Regions from separate parts of the Mus musculus genome. Here region 2 is linked to region 1. The links are chromatin contacts, called in public Hi-C maps. All regions are on one chromosome and are shown on one strand. The core of a region is the stretch at or near the end of the contact, and the rest is flanking DNA. Distances in the headings are between cores, read along the strand shown. Region 1 has its middle 200 kb from the start of Mir21c. Region 2 overlaps Nrp1 (neuropilin 1).

The links. A called contact is a pair of places that touch in the nucleus more often than the background predicts.
Region 2: a Hi-C map of bone marrow-derived macrophages shows a contact between it and region 1, with 12 read pairs. The contact joins two enhancer-like sites. A contact is called at or near these places in 2 of 484 Hi-C or Micro-C datasets (bone marrow-derived macrophages and brown adipocytes) and 1 of 115 datasets of contacts at active chromatin or transcription factors (microglia).

What each region holds. Positions count from the first base shown.
Region 1 is chr8:128,077,165-128,080,980 of GRCm38.p6, forward strand. No RefSeq gene overlaps it. Among named protein-coding and RNA genes, the nearest start is that of Mir21c, 200 kb to the right of the region's middle. Within about 2 kb of position 1,752, at least 52 of the 459 cell types and tissues checked have an H3K27ac peak or open chromatin away from gene starts, as enhancers often do. A contact at or near this core is called in bone marrow-derived macrophages, where this site is marked.
Region 2 is chr8:128,448,349-128,452,525 of GRCm38.p6, forward strand. All of the region lies in intron 6 of Nrp1 (neuropilin 1), which reads left to right. Among named protein-coding and RNA genes, the nearest start is that of Gm32643, 43 kb to the right of the region's middle. Within about 2 kb of position 2,458, at least 40 of the 459 cell types and tissues checked have an H3K27ac peak or open chromatin away from gene starts, as enhancers often do. A contact at or near this core is called in bone marrow-derived macrophages, where this site is marked.

The DNA.
Region 1 (3,816 bases), core at 502-3,001:
TTATGTGTATGTGCACACAGTATATATGTATGGAACACATTTGTGTGTGTGTGTGTGTGTGTGTGTGTGTGTGTGTGTGTGTGTGTTGGCCAAAGGTTGACCTGGGACCTTGTTTCTCGGGTGCTAGGCTAAGACAGTAGCATAGCATGAGAGCTATACTTACACCCTTATTGCTGACAAAGGCCCACGTGTAGAAGGCTCAGTGCCCAACCCATCAACTGCTGAGGGGAGATGATACACTTAAGAGGTGGTGCTTCATTAGGCCCTTCAAAGAGTTACTAAGGCTCTCAGTCTGCCCACTTTCTCTTTGTTCCCAGTGTGATGGAAACAGGTTACTCTCCCATGTGCTTCTGATGTAATGTCTTGCCTCTCCATGGTTCACAGAACAATGGGCCAATTGGTCATGAAGCTGTAACAGAAATGTTGAGCTCCCACCCCATGTTACACACAGCTAATGGCAGAGACAGGTACTGGCAATTTGAGAGGACAGTAGATTACTATACCTTGCACACATGGGCCTGTGTGGGCAATGAAGTTGTAAAGTGGATTCCTTTTAAATGACTGTCTTTCATTTCAACTCCAGCAGGCAGATTATAAGGGAGAAGGTCGGGACAAAGGCTGTCTATCATTCTGGATCCCAGGCTTGCCCTTCTGCTCTGGGGTCAGCCATGTTTCTAAGACTTATGACATTGGTGCCTTTTATCATTCTTCTTTACACTTTCCCCTCGTTCTGTAGATACCTACAGACATGTCTTGAAAGGCCAAGTTTAATTAACCTCTCTTCCTTTTCTTAGTCTTTCTTTTTCTCCCATTTTGTGTGTGTGAGCGTGTGTGTTTGTGTTGCCTTGGGACTTATGTGGAGGTCAAAAGATGAGTTGCAAGAGTCAGTTTTTTCCTTCTGCCATACGGGATCTAGGGATTAAACTCCAGTTGTCAGGCTTGGCAGCAAACACCTTTATCCACGGAGTCATCTCTCTTATCCTGATTTAGCTTTTTCCTGCTATCAGCCTTGTATTTCTTCATGGGCATCTGAGCATCAGAACAAATAAACCATTAGCAGTGTGCACATGCTAAGCTAGTAGTGACATGTCCGTGCTGACTCTTTTCTGCAATATGGAGTATAAGAGTGTCTTATAAAACAGACTACGCATGCGCTCTTATCTGACCTTTCTGTGAAACTTCCAACACTGAGGCAAGACTTCTCTCTTTTTAAAGTCAGCCATTCTGGACATTTTGTTACAGGTAGAAAGCTGACTAACACACCAAGAGAGAAATGAATACACTGATGTGTTCTGTCATTTCGTTGCCATTTCTATGCTCAGGGCCAATAGATAACAATCAGGCTATAGCTGGCAATTTGCTCAGTAGGTTCTTCATGGTAATTCTTCCATTGTGTTACATTGCTGTGTTATAAGACTGACCTAACTTCTCTACGGACATCCCTGTGTAAGTTTCTTAGTGACTATGCTATATTCTTCCATTGTTCATACACAGAGGTGTTTTGTTGTTTTAATTTTCTGAGATGGGGTCTCGTGTACCTCAGGTTGTCCTCAAACTTGCTATATGGCTGAGGGTCCTCCTGCCTCTACCTCCTGTGTTCTGGAATTACCAGTATGTACCCTCTATGCCTGATTTTATGAGGTGGATGAAATTGAACCCACAGCTTTGGCATAGTATACAAGCACTCTGATAACTGAGCTACTTCCCAAATTCCTAAATATAAGTTTGTAAGAGGCTACTTTCACTTCTTATTTATACTCAGATGACCTTTTACAGTGACTTCCCCTTTCACTTTCCAAAATGGGCCTCCTGGCAACACCAGGCCTTGGTTGCAACAGGCAGCTTCAGCAGGGGCACCTTTCCTTCATAGCTTTGTTTCAGCCCACACCTGGCATTGCAGGGCGGAGATTCTTTGCTATGTTTTTTTCCCCCTCTTCTGAGAGGCAGATTATTACTATACTAAATGCCTTGAGCAAAACTTAATTTATCCCACTGATTCGCATCTGCAGAACGAGTGCTAATGGGAAGAGCAGTTTGAAATGAAGTAGAAATGCAGGCTCACACTGTTTTAAAAAAAGGAGAAAGAAATGGGCTGACACCGTTCCTCAGTATGAGGAGATTAAGAAGGTTTTAATTATCTCACCTGGCTTTTGTTATTTTCTTTATTCTCACTCCCTGCTGTTTCCCCATCTAACCTTCTCCCACCAATGTGGTCTCATGCAATCAGACAAGATCATCCGAATTTTCCCCTTTTGGAAAGTTGAAGGGCCCCCAGGTTAAAAAGTAAAAATCACAGTTCAATATGTTCATAACTCCGTGCTGACAACCGAGAAAGCTTAAGCTGCAATGCTCACTCATGTATGAATGCCAATATTAACTGAAGGCTCGGGTCTGAAGATGGTACACTTTTTTTTTTGAATAAAGTAAATGGTTTTCTAATGTGCTCTGGATGTGATCAGAAGATGTGGTTATTGAAAGCATCAGTGTCGTATCAGGAAGGGTAATCTCAAACATATTCTTTGGTGGGAGCCAGCTGCCTGAACACAAAGATGTGATGTTGGGGTCACAGCGGCCTCTTTTATTCAACTGAAATGGATCTATGCTCCAACACAAAGACAGAGCATGTCCTTCCTCGCTTGGCGTTCATTCTAACTTGTTTGCGTTTGCTGTCTTCTTCCGTGGAGAGCTCTGTGGGACCCAACAGGAAGCAGAATATTTCCATAGGCCTTTTCCCTTTTTGTTATCTGAAAACCTCCTGTGAGAAGGACTGGGAAGCAAGGACTCATTTAAAGTAAAGCTTGGCGGGGAAGAGAGTGATTAAAACATTGCAAGGGGCCAACCAAGGAACTGGGTCTGTTACTGCACATCCAGCAGGCAAGGAGCAGGAGGGAGATGGAGGCATCTTGGCCTTCCTGGTGCTGAGAAGATGGATGTCTCAGCAACTAGGAGGTGGGGTGGGTGGAGAGTCAGAAAGGAGGCTTGCAGATTGCTTCCCTCAGTGTCAGGACCCCAGGGTTTCCCCTCTGTCACTTCTTCTGAGTGGACAGACCCCACGGTTTCTGCTATATTCCTCTTGAGTGGAGACACCCTGACAGTTTCCTCCCTTCTTTGCTCCTGCTGAGTGCAGAAACCCTGAGGTCCCCCTCTGTTGTTTCTGCTGAGTCCTCACTGCTGCTTTAGTTCAGGACCATGGGACACACTGAAATGAGGAGACACAGTGGGTAAGAGGGTGTATTTGGCCTTAAGTAGTGGTACAGACCTGTTGTCTCAGCACTAGGAAGGCTGAGTCGAGGGAGATCATAACTTCAAAGCCAACATGGGCTCCAAAGCCAGACTCTGTCTCCAAAACCAAAACAAACCAACCAACCAATCACACACACACACACACACACACACACACACACACACACACACACACCAAACTGCTACAATAACAAAAAGACATATCAGCCACTAAGGAAAAAGTATGTTCTAGTATAGATATAGACTAAGGGACCTCATACCTGCTATTGAGAATATAATTACTCCAGCCTCTGTAGAAACTGCTATGAAAGTTTATCAAAAAAGAAAGAAAGAAAAAGGAAGAAAGAGAGAGAGAGAGAGAGAGAGAGAGAGAGAGAGAGAGAAAGAGAAAGAAAGAAAGAAAGAAAGAAAGAAAGAAAGAAAGAAAGAAAGAAAGAAAGAAAGAAAGAAAGAACAAAAAGGAAATAGGTGATTGAAATGACCCAGCTATATACCACGCTTGGATACTTATGAAGGACACCAAGTTTATATACTGTAGAGACACTTGCTCTATTCATGACATCTAAATTATAG
Region 2 (4,177 bases), core at 1,208-3,707, 370 kb after region 1:
CCTCACAATGAATGTATAGACACACCAAACACTTACTTGCATTGTAAATGAATAATTGCCAGTCACTGCCTTTCCTCCAGGGTAGGATGCCCTGCACAGGTTCAAGCTTCTGTTCACACTCACTTACCTGTCCTTAAGGTTTGAGGACCCAATGTGGCATCTGAACAGCAAAGCTGCACACAATCAGTGTAATGTTTTCTCAAAGTGCTTTGTTTCTAGTGTAGACATAAAGCTTCATGCAAGATAGAGGAGTGTTGCTGGCTCAAAAGTGGAATCTCGGGAGAGCATCTCTCCTTCATGGGAATGCCTGGTGTCCCAGAGGCAGAGAAAACAATTCAGCCATACAGTGATGCTAAGCTTGGAGTTAAACCACAGTGAGGATTCCTTGTCTCTGTAACTATCATCTGCTTCATGTCTAGATTCCTGCGTTTTACAAAGGTCCACAAAGGAGTGTGGGGTCCATGTGATGTGTTAGTGATGTATTTATGTAGTATATGCTTGTCTCTGTGGTATATGTATGTATATATGTATGTATGTATGTGTGTATGTATGTATGTATGTATGTAGTATTTCTCTCTCTCTCTCTCTCTCTCTCTCTCTCTCTCTCTCTCTCTCTCGTGTGTGTGTGTGTGTGTAGGGTATGTGTGTGGTATGGTGTGGTGTGGCTATGTGTGGTATGTGTCTGGTGTGTTTCTTAATGTGTAATGTGGTATGTGTATGTGGTATGTGTGGATGAGTATATATGGATTATCTCTATGTGTGTAGTATATATAGCTTGGAGAAAGATATGAATTGTGTATAGATCTCTGGTGTGTATGTGTGCATGTATGCATGTGTGATCTCTCTCTCTCTCTCTCTCTTTCTCTGATGTATCAGATATGTGTAGTGTGGTATTTGTGTGTACCTATGTGTGGTATGTCTGACTATGTGTCTGTGTGTATGGTGCATGCTTCATTATGTGGTGTGTGTGTCTATGCGTGTGTCTACATACCTATGTGTGGGGTATGTGTGATATCTATGTCTGTGTGTGTGAATTCATATGTTTGATTGTATGGTGTCTGTGTGTGTGCATGTGTATGCGCGCGTGCGTGTGTGTGTGTGTGTGTGTGTGTGTGTGTGTGTGTGTGTGTTGGAGTCTGAAGACACCCTTGTTCTCTAAGTAAAGTCTGCCAAAAGATAAAAGACAGAGGAGCAATATTAATTTCTGGTAGGCAACTGGGTAAGATTTTGCTATTCCTTTTGCCTCTTTCTCATGAACCCTGACAAAGAACCAAGTGGAACTGCTTACTAGTCAAGGACTAACTCACAATTAAATTTTTGTTTTTAAGTTGGTTCTACTGGTTTGTGGGTTAACACTAGAAGAGTGTCAAGGAATCAGATCCAGCTGCAACCGGAACTTGGTTTTCTCTTAACTATGGTCAGAAGGATTCATTCACGTGTCTAAGATTACCAGAGAATGTTGGATCTTTGTCTTGAACTTTAAAAAAAAATCCATAACTATCAGCTTATTCTTCCACCATATAATAATATTCAAAGTAAACTCTTCCAGTAGCCTTGTGTGCAGTTTAAAGTAATCAACAAGGTAGTCACAGATGGCCTCATATTTCCCATAACTGCACAAAATATTTAATTTCCAAAAAAAAAAAAAGCTGTTGGATTATATTTTTGCTGCCACCGAACTTGAAGACCAGCATGGGGTGCCTTGAGCCACACAGGGTGACTCTGGACCAGGGAATATGACAGTTTGTTTCTCAGTTTATTTATCCATAAAATTTTCCTTGTTTGATAGGTGGTTTGAAGGAGGTAACACATTTAAGTTTTACCCTTAAATTAAATACCCTAAACACAGAGGCTGCATTGCAGATTTTCTATTAAAAAGAACAATTTTAGTTATCAGCATTTTTCTAAATAAGACAATAATCGTGACAAAATAATATAGATAAAGAATTATGTTATTAACCATCAGAGGATTATGTTATTAACCTTAGGTGGTTGTGTTCTGATTAGCATCTATAAAAAGCCAGAGATCCTGAGTTTCAAGCAGACAATGGTCAGATGCTGTGAATCAGCCCACTCAGCCTAGAATAGCTGAGGTCTACATGCCTGGCTAGGTCAGAAAACATGTGTTTTATCTAAGGAAATGAGACAATTACTTAAAAATATTTTCTTTAGCTTTAGTATCAACTGATGAATTAAACAGCCTTGAGTCATCAGAGATGTTCTGAAGAAAACCTGCCATGTCTTCCCCTCACAAGCAGACTTTCCGGTTTTTAATCAGACCTCAGTTCTTTGTCCTTTATTTTCTCAGGCTGTTGTGCTGGCCTGCCAGGGGAGCATTAAAAGCTGATAAATGCTCCCTTGCCAATGCTCACTCACGGGGCCGTATTTTATTGAGCAAGGCAGATTTTCATTTTGGAAATGAGGTTTTCCACATTACATTACCAATGGCCGGTTGTGCGCAGTCATGGCAAGCAGCGGCAAGCATTTCATGGCTCAAAGGCTACGAGCTGTGTGATTTACTATACAATGCTGAGAAATGCTGCTTCGTCCTCCAGTGATCCTCAGTAAAATGTGGGCCTTTCCTTGCCTCTCTGTATCTGGGGAATGTGTTTCCTGTTATTGTGAAGACAATGCCTTTGGCCGTAAAGTGTTTATTCTTGTAGATACCTGAACAGAAAGAGCAAGGAAGGAGTCAGGGGACCCCTGCCTTCCAGGGTCCCCAGCAGTAGGACCAACGCTGCTCCCTATCTCACACCTACAAGGAAAAGCTGGTGATTTCTTTGTTTCTGCCTGATAGCTCTTTGTTCAAAAATAAGATATGGTGAGAGAATCTAGACTCTTTGAATTTTATATCAATGTTGGAAACAGTGTCTTATTGAGTCACTTATGTCCACTGAGCTGTGAAAACTGGCTCAGGAAGCAGCCACTAGAACTCCAAAGTCTGATGAACTTCTGAAGATAGTGTACATACCACTGGATACTTTCCAGATGTTGATGTGTGTCATACCCCCAGTGGGAAGTGCTCAACGAGCTGAGAAAACCATTTGATGTTCAATGGCACATGTGCCTACCCCCACTCCATATCCCTCCCCACCATCCCTCATCACAGAATTCCTCCAAATTCAGACCTGAAAACACATCCATCTTCCAGGCAAGAATATGACAGCTAGAAAGTAAAGATATACTCTAAAACTCCGAAAGTTAAGGATATTCTACAAACTCAGAAAGTAAGGACTCTCAAATAATCAGGAGACAGTGAGAGAAGAGAAGTTGCCTGGGTTTGGGAAGCATATTACCTGATCGTAGTACCTGTGAGCCTAAATATCTGTGGGGAAAGAGAGCAACATGCAGGAAAGGAACCCTCCAGAACACAGCGGGGGTGCACTGTGGAGAACTTCCCTGAACAGTGCTGGCTTCTCTACTATTCCTGCTGTTTGTCTTAAGTGTACCATTCTTGTGGCCTGGAATAGAAGGTGGGTGAAAGCAAAGCAAAGTCCGGACATGGACGAGGATGGATCTGGAGATTCTACATTATCTCCACAGCTGCTGACCACTGCCTTCCAATTAGTGTCCTTCAGAGTCCACGCATTTAAGACCAACAGTGTCTGCTAGTGTGAGAAGCATAGCTGGCTACTTGGTGCTGACTGTTTCATCTTTACAGATCTTCATGGTCAATTCTGCTCTTCCTGTGTGCCCCACTCCCTTCCTCTTCCTGTCTACTTGCAGAATCCTACTATAGAATCTTTGCTACACACTTGGACATCACAGTCAGCTGTGAAATGTCTCCCCTCCCCCACCCTTCCCAATGTTTAACGTTGCATCTTTTCTTTCCTGTTTCATACTGTGTATGTCAGCCCTTCCTAAGGTCACACATTTGAAGTTGCCACAGATTTGCTATCTGTCCAAATCTACTGAACACACCTCTCTAGAGTCAATGATTATTACATTAAGTCCAATACCGGAGGGCTCAAAAGTAGCAGGACATAAATCCATCAGTATGGGGTGATACCCTTAAAATGGTGATGAGGTTAGGTGTGGTGGCACATACTTGTCATCTCAGCACTCAGAAGGCTAAGGCAAGAGAAGCCTGAGAGTTCCAGACCAGTTTTGGCTAAGTAGTGGGTTCTAGATCAGCCTAAACTTCACAGAACCTGTGTGTGTGTGTGTGTGTGAGAGA